Regions from separate parts of the Mus musculus genome. Here region 1 is linked to region 2. The links are chromatin contacts, called in public capture Hi-C maps. All regions are on one chromosome and are shown on one strand. The core of a region is the stretch at or near the end of the contact, and the rest is flanking DNA. Distances in the headings are between cores, read along the strand shown.

Region 1 (6,769 bases), core at 3,160-5,659, 89 kb before region 2:
GTGCCAAATCCCCGAGAATAAGACAAGCAGAGAAACCCCTCGGACCCTTCTATATCAGTGCTGAGCCACAGGAAGTGCCGTGGAAAGGGAAGCCCTCTCCCGGCAGTAAAAACCATAAGAGCCTTAGAGAGAAACCTAGTCCCGGGGGCTGAGGCAGGAGAATCACAGTGAGTTCCAGGCAAGCCTGGTCTACAGAGTGAGACACAAACAAAACAAAGATCCTTAGACTGATAAACATATAATAAGTGACACCCAGTGTCTTTATTAAAGGGCATGGGGGTTATATTTACCATGGGAGGCTTAGTTCCAGATAAAATCGCTGCAACTGAGCCTTTCATGGTGGAGAGGGCAAAGAGGCGGAGAATAATAGAGGGAAGGTTTGAAGGAACAGAGAGAGGGAAGAGGAGGGGGAGGAAGAAGAGGAGGAGGGGGAAGCATGAAGCACACAGACATAGATGCAAGCAAAACTCCCATACACATTAAAAAAATAAATGTGCCGGGCGTGGTGGCGCATGCCTTTAATCCCAGCACTCGGGAGGCAGAGGCAGGCTGATTTCTGAGTTTGAGGCCAGCCTGGTCTACAAAGTGAGTTCCAGGACAGCCAGGGCTATACAGAGAAACCCTGTCTCGAAAAACCAAATAAATAAATAAATAAATAAATAAATAAATAAATACATCCTTGGGTGTGCTTGCCTATGCTTGATATTCTGGCACTGGAGAGGCAGAGGTAGGAGGACTCCTGGGGCTTCCTAGCCAGTCAGTCTAGCCTTGTGAGTGAGTTTCAAGCCACGGGGACCAACTCAATGGAGGTGTACGATGTTTCTGAGCTTAACACCAAGGTTCTCCTCTGGCCTCCACATGTTTGACACATACACACATACACACACACACCTCACATACACACATACATACATCTCACACACTCATACACATACACATCTCATGTACACACACATTACACACATGAGACACACACATGCATACCACACACATACACACATATATCTTATGCACATAAACACACATACACACATCTCTCACAGACGCACATACACTCACACACATGCATATCTCATATCACATCAAACATACACCTCACACACACGTCACACATACACACAATATCACCACTCCTGTGTGTGTCTGGGCATTAAACTGTATAGTCACTTCAGAGAATTCTCCAGCATGGCATAGAAGAGCCCACCAAAGGCTACTCTTGAGTCTAAGGGCTTACACGCATCCTGGGGATGCCTGACTCCAGCCAGCTTGCTCACTCCAACATTGTTTACAATCACAGGACTTGGGGTATCCATCAACAAAGCAATGAACTGAGAGGAGGTTAATAGTAGTGGCACATGGAAACTTGAGTTCAGGCCCCCACTGAGCTGCTGATAACAGATCAACAGCCCAGTTAATCCATCCTCTATGTTCTCCCCAAAGTGCTTTCTTTCTTTAAAAAAAACCCAAAATTATATATATATATATATATATATATATATATATATATATATATGTATTATATATATGTATATATATAATTTTCTTTATTTTTGGTTTTGTTTGGTTTTGTTTTGAGACAGGTCTCTCTATATAGCCCTGGCTAACCTGGAATTCACTCTGTAGTCCAGGTTGACCTTAAATTCACAGAGATCTGCCTGCCTCTGCCTCTCATGCACCAGGATTAAAGGCCCGCCCCACCATGCCTCAGCCCAAAATATTTTCCAGCCCATCCTTCAGTGTATCAGGTCTGTCTTAAAAACTCCGGCCCCCATGCTAACCCCTCAGCCACAAAGCCAGCATCCCACGGGAGTCCACTCTGCCAAGCAGCGATATGGTTTAAGTCATTCAAGCGTCCACTCTGGACAGACTAGGTTCCGGTTGAGTGCCCCACCTACTGTCTATACCACCTCGGGCTGTATTAGTGTCCTGTGACTCTGTTTCCTTCTTTATATAAAGGGAGATAATAACAGTTTCCCCCTCGGAATGGGGCTGTAAAGTCTGGATGAGTTAATATACTAAGAACTTTAAACAGGATGTGATACAAAGGGTATTCCGGTTATCAGGAAATCATGGGGCAGTAAATGACTGAACAAGATTGGTCCGTACACCTCACCCCTCCTTACATACTGCTATCCTCATGACCCATGCTGGGTCTAGGGCTTGATCCCTCCTAAAGTCCTCTTCATGACTTCCTCCCGTGCCCTGTAGTCCAGGGTGGCCTCAGGCTGGCTAAGCAGGTTTCTTATTTCTCCTATTGAACAAACTGAATCGATCCTAAAAGGTCTTGCTATAAACTTACTGGGAATATAGATACTGTTTTCTGAGACAAGGTTTTTCTGTGTAGCCTTGACTGTCCTGGAACTCACTCTGTAGACCAGGCTGGCTTTGAACTCAAGAGCTGCAACTGCCTCTGCCTCCTGAGTGCTGGGATTAAAGTCTGAAACGGTATATTTTTAAGAACTTACTATAAGGCAGCAGAGGCCAAGGCTAGGGGTGTGGTTCACTGGGAAGGGTGTTGGCCTAGCCTGTGCGAAGCCTTAGGTTCAATTCCCAGTACCACAAACATGGGCATGAAGTGTAGGTTAGCCCGGAAGAGCGGAGGCAGGAGGATCAGGTTATCCTCAACTGCATAGAGAGTTCAAGGCTAGATCCAATAACTGACACCTCAGAGCTCACTCATCCCCTAGTTGGTTTCTACTCTGGCCCCTCCAACCCAGCAGTCAGGCGTCCTTAAAACCCCCAAATTAGACAGTTGACAGTTTCCAGCACTCCGTGCCCCAGTCATGAAACAGTTCACTCCTATCCATCAAGTTCCTCCTTGGACAAACCCAGGTCAGGCCACCACGGGGCAGAAACCGGAAGACAGGGAGCTCAGCAACTGGCTTTTGTGTGCACAGAATTGAATACCAGGGCTAGGACTCAGTTTGGGGGCAGACTTGGCACCCCACAGGTGCATCAGCACTGGGTTGGAGCTGGCTGATACAGTCTCAAGTCACCAGATCCCTGATCCCTCCGTTGCTTCCTCCAACCTCAGCCCCAGTCCTCCTCCCCCAGGTCTGTCCCCCGGGGCCCAGAAATGTCCTTTCTCTAAATGTCTTACTTTGTGCAGTCTCCACCTAGATGCCTCCTCCTCAACATGGCCCACCCCCCCAAACATCTTTGGAACACGGTCCCCTTTCCCCCTTTAGCCCCAGCCGGGTGCAATTTGTTCACAGACACCCCCCACCCCCATCCCTTCCATCATGACACGAGAGACGTCTCCATTCGGAATTTTGCTGTCTTTTCTCTCTAGAACATTCTAGAACTTCACAGGGGCTCTACATTACAGCCTGGCATCGAGCAGGTGGGGGTTGGCCGGGCCAAGAAGGCTGTTGCTCATAGCCCTGGGTCAGCACTGTGGCCTCTGGCCCACCGGGGCACAGCTGAAGCTCCCACACTGTGTCCCACATCTGTCACCAGCTTCTCCTCAACTCAGGGTTTGCATGTTGGGAACCCCTCCTCCTCACTGGGAAGTTGAGGCAGTGTTTACAATTTAAAAGAAGCCTCGCCCATGGAGGAGGAGGAGGACGGAGGACGTGTGTGTGTGTGTGTGTGTGTGTGTGTGTGTGTGTGTGTGTGTGAAGGGGGACTACCCTGGCTGCCAGGCTTTCCCGCCTCTCTCCCCGTGCACTTCCAAGCTTGTCCAGGGTCTGTTCTGAGAAGCCCCCTCCAGCAGCCCCCTTCAAAGACACCAGAATAAAAGTCTTACCCATCTCAATCCCGCAGACGACCAAGGCCGCAATCACCGCTCCCGCTGACGTCCCTGCAAAGCGATGGGCTGTGTCCAGCATCCTCGGGGCCAGATCTCGCAGAGCATCCACGGCCCCAGCCTGGTAGTAGGAAAGGAACCCGCTCCCGGAGAAGGAGATGGAATGAGGGGTATCTGGGTCTCCTTTGAACACCTGTTCGTCCATGTTCGGGGTCTATGGCCTCCCAGCGGAGGAAGAACCCACACCTGTCTGCCTTGGCTCAGTATCTCCTTCTCCCCCAGCCAAGAGCAGGGAATGTGGCAACTCTACCAGCCCAGTCAGGCATCCACGGGTGGTTCATCCAGCCACTGCCTGGGCCTGTTTAGCTCTGCTGAGAGGTACCCCGGAAGGGCTGATAGGGATCCCCAGGTACTGGATGAAATGTAGACAGTCCTTAGAGTCATGGGCAGGGGCGTGGTCCTGCAGACCCCTTGCTCACTTCATGCCCTTGCTAGACTTCTGTCAGGTACAGGCTCTTCAGCGCTCTCCACCCATCCGGAGCGCACCTAGGAGCGGGGCATTCCCTGCACCCTGCTCTGGACGGTGTCCACAGAGGCGGTGCCTCTCAGCATCCAGTTGCAAAATCTCTGCCTCGCCCTGTGCCTCCCTCACTGACAGGCTGCTCTTCACTGACAGGACGCAGAGTTACACGCCACGCCCCCTATCCGCCACGCCCCCTCCCCAGCCTGTGTTCCCCTCACTTCCATTGTGGGCTGCAGGATGGCTTTGGCTTTCAATGGGGAGGAGCAACTCATACCACCCCATGCCCCTCCCCCACCCCATTCAGACTCTGGAAAGTTCTTACACAAAACACCTCTCTATTTATTCTTACCTTAGGATTGGCTCTGGGCAAAAACTGTAACAGAGAAGTATGGCTCTGGGTGTTTGCCCTGGTTTGCTTTCCATTGCTGTGATAAAACACCGTGACCAAAAGCAACTTGGGGAGAAAAGGGTTATTTCAGCTCACAGTTTAAGGTTCATCATGAAAGTCAAGGCAGGGCGAGAGGAACCAATGCAGGTTTGCTCCCCCATCGCTACACGCTGTCTCCTTCCTTCCTTCCTTCCTTCCTTCCTTCCTTTCTTTCTTTCTTTCTTTCTTGTAAAGATTTATTTAGTACACTGCATCTTCAGACACTCCAGAAGAGGGCGTCAGATTTGTTACGAGGATGGTTGTGAGCCACCATGCGGTTGCTGGGATTTGAACTCAGGACCTTTGGAAGAGCAGTCACTACTCTTAACCGCTGAGCCTTCTCTCCAGCCCCCAACCTGCTTTCTTACACAGACTCAGACCACCTGCCTAGGAATGGCACCGCCCACAGTGGGCTGAGCCTTCTTCCATCAATCATTAATCAAGAAAATACCCTATAGACTTGCCGATCTGATGGCGGCCGATCTGATGGCGGCAACTCCTCCAATGAGAGTCCCTCTTCGCAGCGTCCATCAGTAACCAGCCAGAAGTCGCCAGCCTCCTTCCTACCTCTTCTTATTCTGTCATCTCCCTGTCCCTGGCCTGGTCCGTGCAGGTCTTCTCTCTTGCCTCTCAGTCCTGTGCCAGCTCCAGAGGCCTGAAGAGGGTATCCGATGCCCTGCAGCCGGAATCACAGGCAGTTGTGAGCTGCCTGATATAGGTGCTGGGAACTGAACACCGGTCCTCAGGGAGAGAGCATCATGTCTTCAGCTGGAGTGCTGTCTCTTGGGTGTGCAGGAGGGAAGAGGACAGCGAGCTTGGTCATTCCAAGATGGCCACATGAATAGATAGCTTGTGGATGGGGGTCAGGGGTCGGGGGTCATGAGGTCTCATGTGGGGTGTCTGGGTCTCCTCATCAGGGTCAGGGCAGAGAGATGTTTTGGTAAGGGACAGGGGCTTGGGGACCAGGGTTAGCTCTAGGGCTACTCAGCATGATTTCTGAGAGGAGGGATTTTCTCACCCAAAAAGGTCACTGCGGATCACTAAGGCAGCAAAAAGCTTTCCTAGTCCCCTCCTTCCCGTCCTCCTCCCTCTCCCCTACTTCTTCCTCTTCTCTGCTCTCCCTCCTCCTCCTCTGCATCCTCCCCTCTTCCCACTCCTCCTCTTTCCCCTCCTCTCCCTCCTCCCACTCTTCCTCTGACTTTTCTCCCTCCTCCTTCTCCTCCTCCTTCTCCTCCTCGTTCCCCTCCCCCTCCTCCCCTGCCTTCTCCCCACTCCACCTTTCCTTTATCCTCCGTCTCTCCCTGTCCTCTCCCTCCTCTTCCATATTCTCCCTCCTCCTTTTTCTCTTCCCTCCTCTCTTTCCTCCTCCACCCTCACAGCCATCACTGTCACTGTCACCATCACCCCATGGTAGCAGGACCAGAATTAGAACTGAGACAAGTTGTCTCTCTCCTAGTCCCAGTTGGCCCCAGCCACTCTATAGGTGGGGACAATGATGTCTTTCCTGGAGTTCCTGTCAACTGATGATTTCATTGATCCAAACTGGCAATACAGAGTCCAGCACCCACTAAGGAGGGAGCCTTCCAGGGTTCCATCTTACACAGAGCTTCAGACATGTAATTGTCAGATTTGGAAGGCAGGTTGTGTGTGTGTGTGTGTGTGTGTGTGTGTGTGTGTGTGTGTGTGTGTGTGTGTCGGGGACATGTAACAGGAAGAAGCCAATGGCTTTTGGCAATGAGAACAAGGAGAAATGCCGCCTCAACTCCCCCAGACCACAGACCAGATACTGACAGGTTTCCTGGGACTCTGACAAGCAACTGTGAAGTAACCAGAGATGCAGCCAAGGCGCCCTGTAATTAACTGCTACATTGTGCAAGGCTAGATTGCCTCAGGAGGAACAAAGAGGGAGGGAGAGAGGGCAGGTTGAGCTATGACATCAGAAGCTGGGGACTGGAGACTAGAGATGGGGGAGCAGTGTGCAGGGCAGGGGACAGCTCTGGGCTTCCTTTGGAGGGAGGCATGATGAACTCAGGGGCATGGGAGGGGCTCTTGGGGTCAGACAGACAGGTTG
Region 2 (7,077 bases), core at 3,273-5,772:
AGAAGAAGGGACCCGAGCTATTAGGTTCTCAAGTGAAACAGGTCAGGGTCAGCAACCGGGAAGTGTGACTCAAGGTGGTAAGAGCAACGTTAAAGACAAAAAGTAAAAAAATAATAAAAATAATAAAAAAATAAAAAAACAAAGACAAAAAGTAATAGATTAGCTGGGCGTGGTGGCGCATGCCTTTAATCCCAGCACTCGGGAGGCAGAGGCAGGCGGATTTCTGAGTTCGAGCCCAGCCTGGTCTACCAAGTGAGTTGTGAGTTCCAGGACAGCCAGGGCTATACAGAGAAACCCTGTCTTGAAAAACCAAAAAAAAAAAAAAAAAAAAAAAAGTAATAGATTATAAAAGGTGTGTGTTGTGCACTCACACACATGCACACAGACATGCACATACACACGCATGCACATGTGCACACACACAAGCACTCACACATGCACATGCGCGTGCAGACACACTTGCACACACACAGTCTCTCTCTCTCTCTCTCTCTCTCTCACATACACATAGACACACACACGATCACATGTGTCTTGCATGCACACATTTTTTTCCCTTTATTTTGAGACAGGGCCTCATCATGTAGCCTTGCCTGGCCTGGAACATGTACACAAGGCTGGCCTCGAACCCAAAGGGCTCCACCTACCTCTTGAGCGCTGGGATTACATATTTATACTACCTTGCTGTGGACTTTGCTTCTGAAAGCTATTGCTGGACACTGGAAGAATCACTCAGCTTTTAAGAGCACCTGCTAGTTTTCCTAGAGAACCCAAGTTCAATTCCCAGCACCCCCATCAGGCAACTCACAACTGTCTTTGATTTCAGGGGCTCCTTCAAGCATGTGCACATACCAACACACACACATATATGTATACATATATGTGTATGTATATGTATATTTATATATGTGTATATGTATATATGTGTGAGAGTGTGTGCATGTATATGTACATGTATGTGTACATGTGTGTATGTGTAATATACAATATATACAGTTTATCTCACTTTCTCCACCACCTAAATACACTGCCTCTCATAACCTAGTCATGGTACCTGTGTCTGTCCTAATATGTTGGGCTCAAGGTCACAGTCACCACGTCAAGAACAGTGACTCCTCCTGTGTGTCCTTCTGTTGACTCCCAGGTGCCTGCCAGCCCTCCTCTCTCTCCAGTTCTCACCTGCTCACCCTTCCTGCCTTCTCACAGATGTGCCCTCTGGACCAACATCCTTGTATCTTGTCTTACCATGTTTAGTCCCCAGCGTTTAGCCATCACCCATGGAGAGGATGCTAGCCTGGTCTACATCCATGTTCCCCCCTCCTGTGATTTCACAGGCTCTGGAAGAGTCAAGGACCCAAGGTCAAGTTCATTATCTCTTCCTTGAGGTCTCTTCTTCCTACTTATATTCCAGGCAGGGATTGGGACTCCTAGTCACCTGTCCCAACCTCCCTCAGCCACCATGTCCAAACAGATGACATAGCTCTGTCAGCTTGGCTTGAGTGGGCCTCAGGTCTGCCCTGGGGACCCCACACTGTAACTCAGATCAAGGTGTGTGTGTGTGGGGGGGGGCTCTCAGCACTTGTTTCTTCCCAGGGGCTTCTTGCTCTTTTCTCAGAACTGCTGGCCATGCCCTCCAAATCTGACAGACAGTATCAGCACTCTGCTTAAGATTTCCACTCTTGTTGGGCAGTGGTGGCACATGCCTTTAATCCCAGCTCTTGGGAGGCAGAGGCAGTCGGATTTCTGAGTTTGAGGCCAGCCTGGTCTACAGAGTGAGTTCCAGGACAGCCAGGGCTACAAAGAGAAACCCTGTCTGGAAAAAAACAAAACAAAACACCTTCCACTCTTAGTGGGCTGGGGACATAGCTAGGCTGGTAGAGCTCTTGCCAAGCACGCACAAAACCCCGAGATTGATTCTCAGCACCAGTGCCTGGAATCCGAGCTCTTGAGAATCAGAGGCAGGAGGATCAGAAGTTCAAGGGCAATCCTTGTCTACATAGGTAGTTGGGGGCCAGACTGGGCTACAGGAGAGGTCCAATTTAAACACATAAACACACAAGGTACCAAAACACTCCCGCAGCCTCTGTAGCATTGACTAGGATGTGAAGCCTGGCAGAAGCTGCCACTAACACCTGGAATTCTCAGGAACATCCAAACACCCATCCTTGCCCAGGCACCTGCCAGCAAAACCGGACACTTTGACACTTTGTAACAGCCAAACCCCATCAGCCAGATTGTCCGGGCTATCTGATCCTCACTTCCTTCTAGGGGAAAAAAAAACCCTCTAGGTATCATGAAGTCCAAAGTCACACCTGGCCACCAGGAATGGGTGAGGAGAGTCAGTACACACCCTGTGAGGGCCAGCAGCTCTTCTTGGTGCCAGGGTCTGATAACAAGGGTAGGAGCTGTGTAGACAGCTCTGGGGGGGGGGGGCAGGTACCCTACAGCCCTTCCACCCACAGCCAAGGGACCTCTCCAGGGAAGATCTCAATGTAAAAGCAGAGGCACAAGAACTGCTAGGTGGGGGGGGACGGACCCCTTTCTGCGCGGAAGCTACCCTGCCCCAAAGTATTCCCGAGCCAGCCTTAAGATCTGCCAACACCCCAATCCAGCCCGACTCACAAATCATGGAAGCTCCGAAGGGAAGACGCAGGGGTGAAGACATCCAGAAGCCCAATGACCTGGAGAGAGGCCACCAGTGAGGGTGCGCTGCCAACGCCATTCTTCCCTGTCCTGAGGGTCTCAGCCACCCAGGGCCACCATCCAGGTCACCCTCTGCTACGGAAGGTGGCCCCAGCTGGCATGGGAACAGTTTGGGGGCCCAGGCAGAAGAGGACATTTGCCTGGGCTGGAGAGATGGCTGAGAACAAGGTAAGTTTGATCCCAAATTTGGGGTTTGGGGTGAACAGTCCCACTTGTAACTAACAAATCTTGAGGGTCAAGGGGGGAAGAGGAGAGAAGGATGAGAACTCCAGGTCCTTGGGACTCTGGACCTCAGCTCTAGCCTTGGACCCCGGGTCTCTAGCCACATCTGTCAGTCTGTCCAGAGCTAGAGGCAAGTCCCCTCCACCTCGAAGCTGGAGGCCACTGAGGAAAGGTTATCTGAAAGGATTAGGGTTCACGATGTACAAGGCTCTATTTGAAATGGACCCTAGCCCTTCTGCCTGGCCCAGAGCTGGGTCACGGGGTCTGTTTCCATCAGACAGGATGGTCAAATGGTCAGGCACCAGGCTCTGCCTCCCGCCCCTTCCAACCTCAGCTCTGCCGCTGCAGAACCGGGGAAACCTTTCTGTGCCTTGGCATGTGTTACGGAGAGGATTATAAAAGTTAGCCAGCCCCCACCCCCGCATGCATTAAATACTCAGTATTTATTGTTAGACTTAGAGTGGCCAGAATGGAGGCAGCTTTAGCTCAAGTGCCCAGGCTCATCGGACTGGAGTCCTCACAGAACCAATCGCGAAGCTCCCCTGTGCCTACTTCCTCCTCACAATCAAGAAAAGGTTGTGTGTTTTCTGGGAAGCGAGCTGGGCAGGCCCTGGCATCTTCTCATTGGGCTCTCCTTAGAGAGCTGAGAAACCAGGGTGGAGCAGAGGAAGTTCTTTCTCCTGGCCCTGCGCGCACGACCCTGGGCAGGCCCCTCCTGGGCCCCTCTCCCTGCCCTCCGATCCCCGGCACATCCACACCCCGAGGCAGCCTACGTTCTCATGGTGCATGTGCTTCAAGAGCAGAAGCTCGCGGTAAGCGCGCTTGGCAAAGATCTCCGACTGGAAGGGCCGGCTCAGCTTCTTGATGGCCACCTTCTCCCCTGTCCGCTTGTCGATGGCCGAGCTGCGGGGTCACAGGCAGGTGAGGGGGAGGGGCGGCGCAAAGGGCCTAAACTGGAGATCCCTCCAGCCCTGTCCTAGGCCACCCCCATTCTGTGCTCCCCAGGCTGGCCGGAGACCAGCAGAAAGAGAGAGAGAGAGAGAGAGAGAGAGAGAGAGAGAGAGAGAGAGAGTGTGTGTGAGTAGGGGGCGACGCCAAGGAAGGGGCGGCAGAGCAAGGAGAGAAGCAGTTCTTGCTGACAGGATGCAGAGCAGGCCAGGAGTCCCTGCTCTGCGATTTGGCAAGTTCCCCTCTTGGGGCCTCATCTGCAACCGCAGGGATCTGTCCCACGAACTCCGAGATCCCTTTTAAAAAGTTACAGCCTTGGAGAACCAGATTCGCCAGCGACTCAACCCACAGGGGCCCCACTGCCACCGGGCTCACTCGGGGAGGCTGCCGAGGGGTGGCCCGTGGCTCCTCTGATTCCTGGGGTCCCCGGGTCTCACCACACCGCTCCATAGGCCCCGCTGCCGACGTGCGCGGGCGCCAGGTAGGTCTTGGGTAGCTCCCAGGCAGTCTTGTTGATGTCCTGCTTGTAGAAGCCCCTTTTCCGAGTGAGGCTCATCCCGGACCCCGTGGTGGCGGTCCTGCGAGGAGGTTGCGGTGGCTGCCCGCGGGCTCCCGGCCCGGGTGTCCCGCCGCGGTCCCCTCCCGCCCCGCGCCCGCTCCTCCCCCGTGGGGCGGCGCACCTGCCGCCTCGCCCAGGTACGTTCCCGCCCCGGCCCGCCCACCGCTCGCCCGCGCTCCGGACTCCGCCCATCACCGGCGAACGCCCCAGGCCCCACCAGCCACCTGCTGCAGGTGCTGAGGGAGGAGGGGGGTGCCCTGCGGGAAAGGGGTGCCTGCGAGGCTGCCTAGAGACTGTAGGAAGAGTTGGGAATGGGGTTAGGGCGCGGGGGGGGGGGCGCTCAACTTGTTGCTAGTTGGGCTAGTTTAAGAAATATACCCTTCACATGTAAGGCGTGGTGGCTCAGGTCTGTACTCAACACAGGAGATAGAGGCAGAGACAGGAGAATTGCTACGATTTTGAGTCCAGTTCAGTACATAGTTCAATGCCAGACTAGGTGAGACCCTGAGGAAGAAGGGAGAGGAGAGACTAGAGAGGAGAGATACAGAGAATGAACAGAGAAGGAAGAGAGGGATAGAAGAAAGGAGGGAGAGATAGAGAGGGTGGGAAGAGAGGGAAGGGGAGAAGAAGGGAGGAAGGGAGGGAGGAAGGAAGGATAGAGAAATAACGTCATTCTTGACTACGCAGTAAACTGGAGACCAGCATAGGTTACATAGTGAGACCCCACAGAAAGATGGAGAGGTTGTTCAGCAGGTTAGAGACTGCACCGCTCTTGAGGATGACCTGAGTTTGGCTTCCAGCACCCAGGTCATCATGCACATAGTTAAACAAAACAAATAAGCAAATAAATAAACAAAAATAGGCATCGTGGTGCACACGCCTTTAATCCCAGCACTTGGAAGGCAGAGGCAGGTGGATTTCTGAGTTTGAGGCCAGCCTGGTCTACAGAGTTCCAGGACAGCCAAGGCTACACAGAGAAACTCTGTCTCAACACCCCTCCTCCCAGAAAACCCTCCGGAGATCCCCAAACAACAACAACAACACAAGAACCCTACAATTCATGGGGTTCTACATGAGCTCCTGTGACCCCAGGACTCTTGTCTTTTCAGTAAGCAGGACTCTCAGATCCTAAGGCTCAGCGACTGACCAGGGCTCAGACTCTATTCCTCTTCCCCATTTTTCTGAAACAAACTCCAGGCATCCAATCCTTCTTCTCATGAGAGATTTGCTGTCTTACACCCAGAGTCGACGGCTGCTAATTCTACAGTCCCCAGAGTTCACAAAGATTTAAACATCCACCGGAGTTTGTTTGATACTGGTGGTGATGGTTTTGTTTTGTTTTTAGCTTTTTAAGATTAATTTATTTTATGTATATGAGTACACTGTAGCTGTCTTCAGACACACCAGAAGAGGGCATTGGATCCCATTACAGTGGTTGCTGGGAATTGAACTCAGGGCTTCTGGAAGAGCAGATAGTTCTCTTAACCGCTGAGCCATCTCTCCAGCCCGGTGGTGATGTTTTTATTGTTGTTGTTGTTGTTTTCTCGAGCAGGGTTTCTCTGTGTAGCCCTGGCTGTCCTGGAACTCACTTTGTAGACCAGGCTGGCCTCGAACTCAGAAATCCACCTGCCTCTGCTTCTCGAGTGCTGGGATTAAAGGTGTGTGCCACCAAGCCTGGCTGGTGATGGTTTTTTTTTTTTTTTTTTTTTTTTTTTTTTTTTTTTTTTTTTTTTCCATTTTTTATTAGGTATTTAGCTCATTTACATTTCCAATGCTATACCAAAAGTCCCCCTTACCCACCCACCCCCACTCCCCTACCCACCCACTCCCTGGTGATGGTTTTTAAGACAGTATCTCACTATGTACCTTAGCTGGCCTGGGACTTTCTATGTAGACTGGGCTGGTCTTTTACTCATAGATATTGCCCTGATTCTGCCTCCAGAGTAAATGTCTAATTCTGAGTATAGATCTTTGCTTGATTTCTAAGGCCACGTGAATGGCGTTGTCTTGGGTGGTCCCAGGGAGACTTTGTTCTCAATTTCAGTCATGCATGCCCTGGAACATGTCCCACCCTCTCTGGCTTCTCTGTGAAAGGGAAGGGAGCCAGCTTGCTTCATTGGTCAGAGGACAGAGGCTCACAAGAGAGCCATGTGCTAGCTGGGAGACCCATCAAGCTGTCTGCAGACCCCAAACGCAGCCACACGGTCTGCGACCACTGGGGAGAACAACCCCACAGACATGTTCTGGGCGGGGCATCTGTGTGTTACTCATCTTAAGAACATATCAAAGAATGTCTAAGAATGACCGAGTCAGCCCATTGGGTATGAAAAATTATCTAATAAACATACGTGCTTGCCATGTGCCAACCATTAGTGTGTTTTACATATTCCACTCCAGGGCAGAAGGCCAGTGAGTCAGGCTGAGCACCCTCGCCAGAGAGGTGACAAACAGACACAGAGGGCTTAAGTAATTAGCTAAAGGTCACAAGGCTGGAGACGGGCAGAGTGGGGTAAGGAAGCTGGCATGGTAGTCCCTGGAACAATGGTTTAATGGTGTCTCCAAATCAGTTGGAATCTTGCTAAGAATGTGACTTCTCAGTTCAGCCCGTTTCCTGCTCCATCTTTCTTCTGGTCCCAAGACCCCAT

The links. Capture Hi-C pulls out chosen DNA fragments and counts their contacts.
Region 1: a capture Hi-C map of embryonic stem cells shows a contact between it and region 2, with 3 times the contacts expected there. The contact joins the promoter of Pnpla1 here to the promoter of Mapk13 in region 2. A contact is called at or near these places in 5 of 39 promoter capture datasets (the HPC-7 cell line, embryonic stem cells, liver and 2 more), 5 of 15 datasets of contacts at CTCF or cohesin (CD8 T cells, the G1E-ER4 cell line, embryonic stem cells and 2 more), 60 of 484 Hi-C or Micro-C datasets (B cells, the G1E-ER4 cell line, the HL-1 cell line and 25 more), 12 of 115 datasets of contacts at active chromatin or transcription factors (the HPC-7 cell line, bone marrow-derived macrophages, embryonic stem cells and 2 more) and 4 of 9 other capture datasets (adipose tissue, embryonic stem cells, liver and 1 more).

What each region holds. Positions count from the first base shown.
Region 1 is chr17:28,856,051-28,862,819 of GRCm38.p6, reverse strand. It overlaps Pnpla1 (patatin-like phospholipase domain containing 1), which reads right to left and starts at 4,409. Exons shown (of 10, transcript NM_001034885.3): 1 at 3,749-4,409. The coding sequence starts at 3,953.
Region 2 is chr17:28,766,762-28,773,838 of GRCm38.p6, reverse strand. Mapk13 (mitogen-activated protein kinase 13) reads right to left here and starts at 4,522. Exons shown (of 12, transcript NM_011950.2): 1 at 4,311-4,522; 2 at 3,699-3,828; 3 at 2,623-2,681. The coding sequence starts at 4,429.